Regions from separate parts of the Mus musculus genome. Here region 2 is linked to region 1. A link is a contact called in public Hi-C data. All regions are on one chromosome and are shown on one strand. Each heading gives the region's core, a stretch centred on a gene start, on an enhancer-like site or on the middle of the called end of the contact. The rest is flanking DNA. Distances are from core to core; before and after follow the strand shown.

What was found. A called contact is a pair of places that touch in the nucleus more often than the background predicts.
Region 2: a Hi-C map of Th1 cells shows a contact between it and region 1, with 9 times the contacts expected there. The contact joins the promoter of Ube3c here to the promoter of Prkag2os1 in region 1. A contact is called at or near these places in 1 of 39 promoter capture datasets (pre-B cells) and 2 of 484 Hi-C or Micro-C datasets (CD4 T cells and Th1 cells).

Annotation. Positions count from the first base shown.
Region 1 is chr5:24,900,319-24,905,941 of GRCm38.p6, forward strand. It overlaps Prkag2os1 (protein kinase, AMP-activated, gamma 2 non-catalytic subunit, opposite strand 1), which reads left to right and starts at 2,251. Exons shown (of 7, transcript NR_040684.1): 1 at 2,251-2,520; 2 at 2,847-2,967; 3 at 4,039-4,167; 4 at 4,330-4,398. All of the region lies in intron 5 of Prkag2 (protein kinase, AMP-activated, gamma 2 non-catalytic subunit), which reads right to left.
Region 2 is chr5:29,565,658-29,570,568 of GRCm38.p6, forward strand. Ube3c (ubiquitin protein ligase E3C) reads left to right here and starts at 3,585. Exons shown (of 23, transcript NM_133907.3): 1 at 3,585-3,923. The coding sequence starts at 3,858.

The sequences.
Region 1 (5,623 bases), core at 1,001-3,500:
AGAGGGAAGCAGAGGGAGGGAGGGAGGGAGGCAGGAGTGGACCCCAAGAACAGGCGAGTGTGCTCATGGAAAGCTTCTAGCAAGGTGCAGAGAGAGGATGCAGAGGGCTGGACTGGCAGGAACAGAGGCAGTGCTTAGAAAGCAATCCCGGGAGGTGGGTGAGGCAGCTGGGGGAACAAAGTGAAAGAAGGGGAGAGGAAGAAAGAGGACATGCGCTGGCTAGGGCTTGGGTTTGTCGATTTCATACATGTTGATTCATGTGGAACCTGTAACTGAGCAAATGCCTCCATCAGATTGGCTTAAAGGCAAGACTGAAACATTTTCTTGATTAATGGTTGATGTGGGAGGACCCAGGGCACTATGGGTAATGCCAATCTTGGGCAGGTGATCCTGGGTTGTATAAAAATGGAGGCTGAGCAAGCCATGAGGAGCAAGGTCATTCCTCTATGGCCTCTGCCTCCAGGTTCCTTCCCTGACTTCACTCAATGACGGCATGCCGCCTGGGTTTTCCTTCACAGGCTGCTTTTGGTCCCCAGCCAAGCACATCTCTGTAGCTTGCTCTGTCCCCTTCAATCCTTCATACGTGTTCCATGACCAACCTCACCTACTCTAGGGGTCCCTCCTGCTTCTTTCCATCCCTTCCTTGTAGGACAGAAAGAAAGAGAAATGGGGAGGTGGGGAAGGGGAGAAGAGATCAGGAAGGCAAGAAGACTATAGGGATCGTGGCTGGTCTTGATAGCTAGCGACCTGTGAAGGACAGAGGCCTGGCCAGAGAGGTGTGCTGGACATCCTTAGACACTAAAGTTTCGTGGTAAGGAAACCAAATGCTGGCCAGTATGAATACGTCGGGTCAGAGCCAGGAGTGAGCACTCTCTTAGGTGAGGACCAGTGTGAAGGTAAGTAGGCCTCAGATAGAGCCACAGGAACATTTGGTTTCTTCCATTCAGTTAGGAAGGATGACTGCATGGAGCTGTGAGTCACGCCATGTTACACTGGCTGCAAAGGGAAGAGAAAGAACCACAGAGGGTATCTACAACCAGCTATGGTGGGGAACCCACCAGGGACCAAGCCACCTCTCCAGCCATGCCTTAGAGATTAAGGATGAGCGTTGAGAAGAGGGCACGGGGCAACTCTGTGGACTCCAGGTTAAGATGGGGACGAGGGTTGACTGCTGGCCACTGGATTTGGGGAAGATAAGTTTGTGCTAACCTTGGCAAGTTTGGATGCAGGGCAGAATTGGAGTAAAGAATAAAGAGGAGACCATGGTAATCTTCTGAAAGGAAGATGACCTCACATTGGCCTCCAACATGGGCTTGACTCTAGGGGAGTCTCTGGAATGTTATATGCCATCTTAAAGAGGGCACTTCACCTCTTCCCCCCCTCCCCCCACCCCCGTGACAGGGTTTCTCTGTGTATCTTTGGCAGTCCTGGAACTCACTCTGTAGACCAGGTTGGCCTTGAACTCAGAAATCCACCTGCCTCTGCCTCCCAAGTGCTGGGATTAAAGGCACCACTGCCAGGCTCACCTCTTCTCTTCTGACTTTGCTCTTCTATGACCCAGGGTGTGTGTGTGTAATGCTTTGTGCCTTAGGGTTATCTGAGACTCAGCATAGTTCCACAGTATATGCTAGTAGTCATCAAAAGATCTAGGAGAAGAGAACATTAAAAATGCTTTTCCAATTTTTCCAGTGCTGCTGGACAATCAACACCGTTCCTGTTTACACCTGACAGGTGAAGCTGGAAGCCACAAAGGTCAGAGACAGGCCCAGGACTCTGGCGAGTGGGATGGAGTTCCATTTGGATAGTGATGGGGCCTGGACCCTGGTGGGGTGCCTATAAAGTAGAAAGACAGTCTTCTGGAGGGAAGTTCACGAGTCCCTAGCAGAGTGATGGGAGGTGTTACCTTGGTTCCTAATGACTTTCTACTTGGTTCCATGCACTTGCCAAGGCTGGTGATATGTTCCACTTCTTGCTATCCAACCACTCTATGCACTTTCCTGTTTGTTTAAACCAGTCAGGTATTTTTTTTTTTTTTTCCTTTTAGGTAACACGACCTTTTCCTGTCTGTCTTAGCCTGATTTTGCTTCTTGGACAAAATACACAGCTATTTACTTGGCTCATGATTTTGGTAGCGGGAAGACCTAAGGAGCATAGCGTTTATGTGTGCTGAGTGTCCTACTGGCTGTGTCATAATGGGGGGTGGGGGGGGAGCATCACACAGCAGCCGGTACAAGAGGGTGTGGCTCTATGGACAGAGAAGAAGCCAGACAGCGGGGAGGCTGGCTTCATCCTTTCCAGGATGCCTAGGAAGAACCAATCAATACCTGGGAGACGATACATCTCCTTTCCACGTTACACGGGGACTAAAATTTCATTCCAGAAACTTCTGGGGTGCAGACACCTTCCAAAGCACAGTCCACAGGACAACTCCTGTACCTTCTTAAGCCTAGGACACCGTTAGGATATGTTTGAACCTGACTTTGGATATACTAAAACATGTGGCAATATGTTAAATACAGGGTAAGCTAGGCAGGAAGTTTTCTACTACAGATATTTCATACAATCTTAATTATTCTTGTGGTCAAGAATCAATTTATCCCTGGCCTATAAACTCAGCCAGAGAAGGTCAGAGTTCAGAGAGCACAGACAGACCTTCTGAACCTGTCACTTTGACATGTCTACCACCAGAGGTCAGCACCCCTCATGTCACAGCCAACAAACCGGCAGGCTGACTCTGCAGAGGCTCACTTTTAAAAGCCCCGAGATTCTAGGGAGAAGGAAAGGCTTCATAGGCTCTCAGTGCCTCCCTGGATTCTCCATCCTCATGAAAATTTAATACCACATAGAAACTGTGCACCTGTTCATGTATGGTGACGCCACGGAGGGCCAGACTGCTGCAGTGCCCAAGGTGTGCCATCTCCACAGAGAACCCATCTTCACTCCCTTTAGGCAATTCCCTCCCACCAGGTAAGAATAGTGGGCACAGTTTTTTGTTTGTTTTCTTTCCCCCTTTTTTTTTTTTTTTTTTTTTTTTTTTTTTTTTTTTTTTGGTACACTGGTTATTGGATGCTCTGGAGTCTGACTTCCAAGGAGGAATGGAAAGCAAGCAAGTGGTTACCAAGCGCCAGGCCTGTGTTTGGCAGATACAACCCATAGTGATAGCAATACTAAAACAAAGCTTCAGGAGCTCTGTGGATTGATTACCCAAGGAAAGGCAGCCAAGTCTTCACACGCCAGGGCCTGAGCTCCGAGATGTTTTACTTTCCCAGAGTGGTCCCTGCTCGCTCTGGTGCTCGCGATTTCTCTCTCACACGCTCTGTGTGTGTGTGTGCGCGCGCGCACATTCATGTAAGCATGCATGTTTGGGTGCATGTATGGGTAAGGGCCAGAGGTGGCTACTGGATGTCTTTTTCCATTGCTCTCCACCTTAGTTTTTGAGATAGGCTCTTACAGTGAATCTTGGCAATTCATCTCGTCTGGTTGGCCAGTAAGCTCCAGAGATCTGCCTGTCTACGCTTCCCCAGTGTGCAGGGATTACAAACCTATATTACCATGATTATATATTACCAGATTTTTATATGTGGGTGCTGGGGATTGAGTTTAGATCTGCATTTTTTGCTGTCTAGTTTTTTGTTTTGTTTTTTGTTTTTTTTTTTTTTTTTTTTTTTTTGGCTACCTGACACCAGCTGGAGTTACCTGGGAAGAGGGAACCTAAATTGAGAAAATACCTCTATCATACTGGCCTTTAGGCAAGTCTGTGGGGGTATTTTCTCAGTTAGTGATAAATGTGGGAGGGCCAGCCTGCTGTGGGTGGAGCCTTTTCTGGGCCCCTGCCTGTATCCTTGCTTCTCAGGTGATACAAGAAAGCAGGCAGAGCGAGTCATGGGGAGCAAGCCAGTAAGTGGCATCATTCCATGGCCTCTGCCTCAGCTCCCGCATCCAGGCTCCTGCCCTGACTTTCCTTCATGATGAACTACAAGCTGTGGGGTGAGAGATCCTTTCTCCCTAAGTTGCTTTTGGTCATGGGGTTTGTTACAGAGGCAGGAAGCAAACTACAACACCACGCTGGAGCAGCAAACGTAACCATGTGAGCTATCACGCACCAGCTCCTTCCTTATTTCTGATCACCCTGGACTCAGTTAGCCCGGCTTCCCACAGTAAGACTGTGTGAGTGAGGTCTGGAATCTGCCCATGGAGAACCGTGAGGGCGGGAGGGAACCCAGGGTGCTGGTGTTGGGACAGATGACGAAGGTGAGGAGAAACCAATCAGCAAGGGCAGATGGGGAACACCACTGCCGCAAGTCACCTTAACCCTGAACCTCTCTACAGGTCTAGACTGTGGGGACAACAGGCTGGGAGCCAGGAATGGACCTCAAGCCTACGAGAGCATCCAAGCTGGTGAATAGTAGGGGTTCTGGCAGGCTGAACTGCGGGGCATGCAACTGCAGGGGGATGATCTTTATAGCAGTCGAGAGTATGTCCAGGTTCACACCTGGCCAAGAAATAAATTCAAGGCAATTAGGATAGATAAACACAAACAGGAAAATGATGTGACAGGCCCCAGAGCTTAAACCCATAAAGCGATGGCCCTGGAGATGTTCTGGTCTCACGGCTTTGCGCTCATCAGACCACTGAATTCTCAGGGCATATAAAGCAAGTATGGACATTTAAGGTGGCCGCTGGGGTTAGAGGGAGACACCAGCAGAGCAGAACAGGGGGACGAGGGACAGGCACACAGTCGGGCAGCTTCAGAGAAAAGATGAGATGCGGGGTGCACCTTGTAGCTGTGGCAAGATGGGCAGGATGCAGAAAGGGTGGGTGATTGACAGGCCGAGCACCAAGAGGAGCAGGCTTGCTGTGCTGCGTCTGGGAGCCAAGGCCGCCCCATTTCACAAATCCGTTTTCTTGGATTCCAGCCCTACTACTATGTTTGGCCTTGGGCTGTTGTCTTGCAAGGGGGGGGGGGGCCAAACTGGGTGGCTAATGCAAAGCCTGAGATGATGGATGCACGCTCTTGCTGCATCTGAAGACCCATGACCTGGAGCCTCACTCTTTAAAGGGAAGCCTGTGAAACAACAGAGAGAAGGCACACCAGGGCTGGGCAGCAGAAAGCACTGGGGGCTCAGAAAGGCACTGAGAAGATGGAAGCCTAGCTGATGCAGCCAGGAGAGCAGTGACTGGGGAAGCTCCCAAATCATAGCTCAGGGTAACACTGGCCCCGACCCTGCTGTGCCAGGCCCCCTCCCTCACCTCTCATAGCTCAGGGTAACACTGGCCCTGACCCTGCTGTGCCAGGCCCCCTCCCTCACCTCTCATAGCTCAGGGTTACACTGGCCCCGACCCTGCTGTGCCAGCCCCCCTCCCTCACCTCTCATAGCTCAGGGTTACACTGGCCCCGACCCTGCTGTGCCAGCCCCCCTCCCTCACCTCTCATAGCTCAGGGTAACACTGGCCCTGACCCTGCTGTGCCAGGCCCCCTCCCTCACCTCTCATAGCTCAGGGTAACACTGGCCCCGACCCTGCTGTGCCAGCCCCCCTCCCTCACCTCTCATAGCTCAGGGTTACACTGGCCCCGACCCTGCTGTGCCAGCCCCCCTCCCTCACCTCTCATAGCTCAGGGTAA
Region 2 (4,911 bases), core at 2,335-4,834, 4.7 Mb after region 1:
AACTAATAGGATCTGCTCTCCTTCATCCCTTTGTCAGACTTGCAGTGGCTACAGGATGCCAGGCCACAGAAGTGAGCAGATCTTTAATCAGTCCTGTTCAAATGCTAATCTCTCCTGGAAATGCCTTCACAGACACAACCAAAAATAATGTTTTACTAGCAGACAACATCTAGAAATTCCTTAGCATCTGGAAACATAAAATGAACCATCCCTAGTCTATACACACCACCTGCCATGCAGTTGTAAATAATTTGTTATTATTTTAGGCTGAATTAAAATTTGTTATTTTGAGTCACACAACCACATCCACATCCACAGCATGTTGCAAGAACACTGCTTGCTACATAAACATGAGGACAAAAGTGGGAAGCATTTGTAATCTCAGGTACCTTGGAAATCCTGAATCTAGCCTCTGACTATGATTATACTTTAAATCACCATGGCTCAATACACAAATGACACTGCATTTATACAGTTATTGGTTGTTTTCTATACAATTAATATACAAAGAACTATTCACACTTTGGTTCCTGAATGCATGAAGCTGAGTCCTCAGTGCCTCAGCGGAACTCTGAAAGCATGGATAGTACTGAGCCTTATACATACAGTGTTTTCCACACATACTTGATGGGCTTGCACCTTTTCCCTCAAAAGAGGCATTTGACAACCTCACAAGCATTAAGTGAAAACTGATATGATAGCAAAGCTGACTGCTAAGTGTCTAATGGGAAGGTAACAAGTGCAAATGTGGATATTAAATGAGGGCATCATTCAGGTTATAGGAAGAACAGTAAGATTTCATCCGATTACTTAGAAAACTACTTGTGAGTTTTCTTGTATCTGGAATTTTCCATTTAATATTTTTGAACCATAACTGACTTAGGTATTTGAAATTATGTAGAAGGGGCAGATATCTGTATTTAATGTGTACTGATTATTTCTGAGTATACACCCAATGGTATCACTGCCACAAACAAGATAACAACACATTCAATGTCTCCTCCAAATAGTTCTGTGTCACCCAAACTGACTTGGGTCACCTTGTCACGTGTACTTTTGTGCAACCACTATCACAACTACTGATTTTCCTGGCACCAGAGACTATTGCGCTCTCCTCTACCTTGCCTGCAACTCTCATACCGTGGCTCTGTTCTAAATGGAATTTCATGGTACCAGTGTGACCTTTGGGCACTAGTGTTTCATCAGTGTAAAATCCTGTTCTCAAAGGCCATCTCAGGTGTTGTACAATAGTTACTCTCCTTTTGCTGTTTGGTTGTTTCCAGATTTGGGCAATTACAAAGCTGCTGCAAGTGTCATGTTCAGGTGTGGTTTCAGTCACAGCCCTCCTTACTCCTGGACAATTGCTAGTTCATATGGTAAGAATTTGTGTTTAAATCTTTATTAGAGCCAGGCATGGTGGCACATGCCTTTAACCCCAGCGCTCGGGAGGCACAGGCAGGCAGGTTTCTGAGTTCAAGGCCAGCCTGGTCTACAAAGTGAGTTCAGGACAGCCAGGGCTATACAGAGAAACCCTGTCTTGAAAAACAAAACAAAAACAAAAAACAAAAAACAAAACAAAAAAATCTTTATTAGAGAAACTGCCAAGGCATGTTGCAGGTAGTTCTGCATTCATTCTGAATTCTCAATAGAATGAGAGCTCTGTCTCCATGGCTTCCTTAGTGTGTAGTAATGTCACACCATCTGTTAAGTAGGAATCTGTATCTATAGGATTTTGATCTACCTCTTCCCCCGGCCTTTTAGTCATTACATATTTATTCAAACAATTACAAAAATATTGGGGCTCTTGTCACTGTTGCCAATACAGCACTAAACTTGAGGTTGGCAAGATGATTCAGCAGTAAATGTGCTTCCCATCAAGCCTGACGACTGAACTCACACTCTTGAATACACTTGGTAGTGGAGAACAGACTCTTATAAATTATCCTCTGACATTCAAATATGTGTACATACACACACACACACACACACACACACACACACAGAGCCAGTGAGAGAGAGAGAGAGAGAGAGACAGAGAGAGAGAGAGAGAGAGAGAGAGAGAGAGAGAGAACTGGTAAAATGATAGAACAGATGAAAAGTACCAGTTGCTTGCTACCAAGTCTTATGACCTGAGTTTGATTCCTGGTACCCATATAGTGGAAAGAGAGACAAGTTGTACTCTGACCTCCACATGCACATCATGGCATGCACCCTACCCCATAAACACTAAGTAAACTAAAATGTACATTTTTTTAATTAAAAAGAGGACTGGCTTGTATGGTGGTACAGATCTTTAATCCTAACACTAACAGGCAGTGGATAGAGGATCACTGTGAGGTCCAGGCCAGCTAGGGCTATACAGTGAGACCTTATTTCAAAAACAAAAAATTAAACTGTGCTGGAGACATGGCTCATAAGTTAAGAGCACTTGTTGCAGAAGAACTGGTTTCAGTTCCAGATCCTACATGGCAATTCCAGTTCCAAGAGATCCAATGCACTGTCTTGTACCAAGCACACACACATAATTCACAGACACGTAATATACATGCAGGTCAAATATTCATACATATAAATAAATCTTTTGAAGAAGAAACAAAAACAAAGCAAAACAAGATGTCTTCTATCATGTGCACATGGTAATGCATGTGTATGTGATATATTTATGTATCTGTATATATACTTGTGTATACACAATATACATAACATATATGTATGTACACAGAGCATATACTATATAATACTGTGCATGTACATGACATATATGCATAATATATATTTTTTTTATGCATGCCATGGCATGTATTTGTGTTAAACTCTATGTATATGCATACTGTTTTATGCATATGTATATGTGTATATATGCATGCATACATGATATATATTTATGTTGGTTTGTATGACATATGTGTATGTATATATGTTGTATATGACATCGATTCATTTACATTACTTTGTGTATATTTATGTTTGTGCTTATGTATATGTAATAGCACGTTTTTATACATGTACATACATATATTAAACATGCATAAGTGTATAGATATATGATAGGGTATATTTGTGCATTATGTATTTATGATGCATTTATACATTTGGCATGCATTTATATATATATATATGAATATGTGAATATATATATGAATATAACTTTCATTTGTTGGTGTGCATTTGTGTATTTGTATGGTGTGTGTTCACGAATACCTTTGTTCGTATAACATATATTATTCGTCTCTGTCTGTCATGGTGTAGAGTCTCTGCATTAGTAACCTGTTCCCCCACATCTAGCTGGAGGGTGAAAGCGGCCTCTTATGCAGGGCTTCCGGTCTCCAGCAGTGCGCGCGACCCGGTCGGCGTCAATGGGCGGCGGGCGGCGGAAATCGTCTGGTGGCATGACGCACGCGCGGAAGGATGTTGCACCCGCGGAGCCGCGCACGCAGGCAAGTCCAAGGGCTGCCGGGAGGAGCACCGTATTATCGATGGCGGCCCTGGCGTCGGTGCCCGCGCTCGCGGGGGCTGCCGGGAGGAGCGCCGCGCCGTCGATGACCGCGCACGTTCACGGGACCGCGCGCGCAGTGCGGGCGGTCACCATCTTGGTACCTACGGCAGCGCGGTGCAGGCGCGAGTCGGGGCGTCCCTCGCTTGACGGTGGCGCGCTGTGGATAAATAAGCAGCGGGGACAGGCCGGCCTCCAGCGTCGCCGCGCTCGCGCCCGCGTGCAGGGCGGAGAGCGCTGAGCCTCGGGGGGGGCGGCGCGGGACAGCGAGGCCGCGACCCTGCCGGGCCCCGCCCAGCCCGCCGGGCCCGCCCCCGGCCGCTCCGCTGCCTGCCGGGCCGCGCAGATGGGATAAGCGGCGAAGATGTTCAGCTTCGAAGGCGACTTCAAGACAAGGCCCAAAGTGTCTCTCGGTGGCGCGAGCAGGAAGGTGAGGCGGTGCGGCCCGAGGTGTTAACCGAACCCGGGTCTGACAGCACCCAGGCGGCGCTGCTCCGCTGTAAGGTGTGGAGCGAGCTCCAGCCGGGTGCGGCTGCGGTGCAGTCCTGACAGGTTTGTGAGGAGGCTCCAGAGGAGCGCTGTCGAGCCGCGGACTGAGCGGCTGGGTCATTCATTGCGACCTCGCGGCCGCCTGCCCAAGGGCCGCAGTTTTGACCTGGAAGCACGTGCACTGGCAGTCTGGCTGGGGGCGTTACACAGTTAGCTGTCCAGCAGGGCGAGGCAGGTGCCCCCGCCCCCATTCCGCCCTTTAAGAACTCTTTACAAGCTATAAACTTGACATACCCGCTCCTCACAAAGCTTGGAGTGAGTGCCTTGCCCTCAAGAACAGCTTAGGGAAGAGTCCCTCGTGCCTGTGAAGTGGGAGGGGGCAGGTAGGACAAGGTCTTTGTAATCTGCATCGCGCTTTAGCTTGCCCCACTCGGAGCAATACAGAGTTTTGCCTGCCTGAGGCCTGAGGCCCCGGTCGCTTTTGGACCTTTGCTTGGTGATGGTTTTGACACTGGTCGGCTTTTTGGGGCTGTCTGAAGGATGAAGGCAATCGGCCGTGATGCTCTAGGCCGAGCCCGGAATCCAGACAGGATCCCTAGAGTTGTTAAAAGGATTTTTTTTTCCCATTAGGCGAAATTTTAAAGCTTTATTTTAAAAATTTATACATATGAGTGTTTGCCTGCATGTATGTAATGTGCACCACAGGCTTGCTTAGTTCCCGCAGAGGTCAGAAGAGGGCTTCCGATCTCCTGGAACTGGAGTTAAGGACACTTGTGAGTTGACATGTGGGTAGTAGGAAGAAAACCCAGACCCTCAGTAAAAGCAATAAGTGACCTTAACTGCTTAGCCATCTCCCTAGCCCTTTAATGTAAAATTTTTTGTCTTTTTTTTTCCCCCAAATTATTGTACGTTTGAGAGCAGTGTTGCTG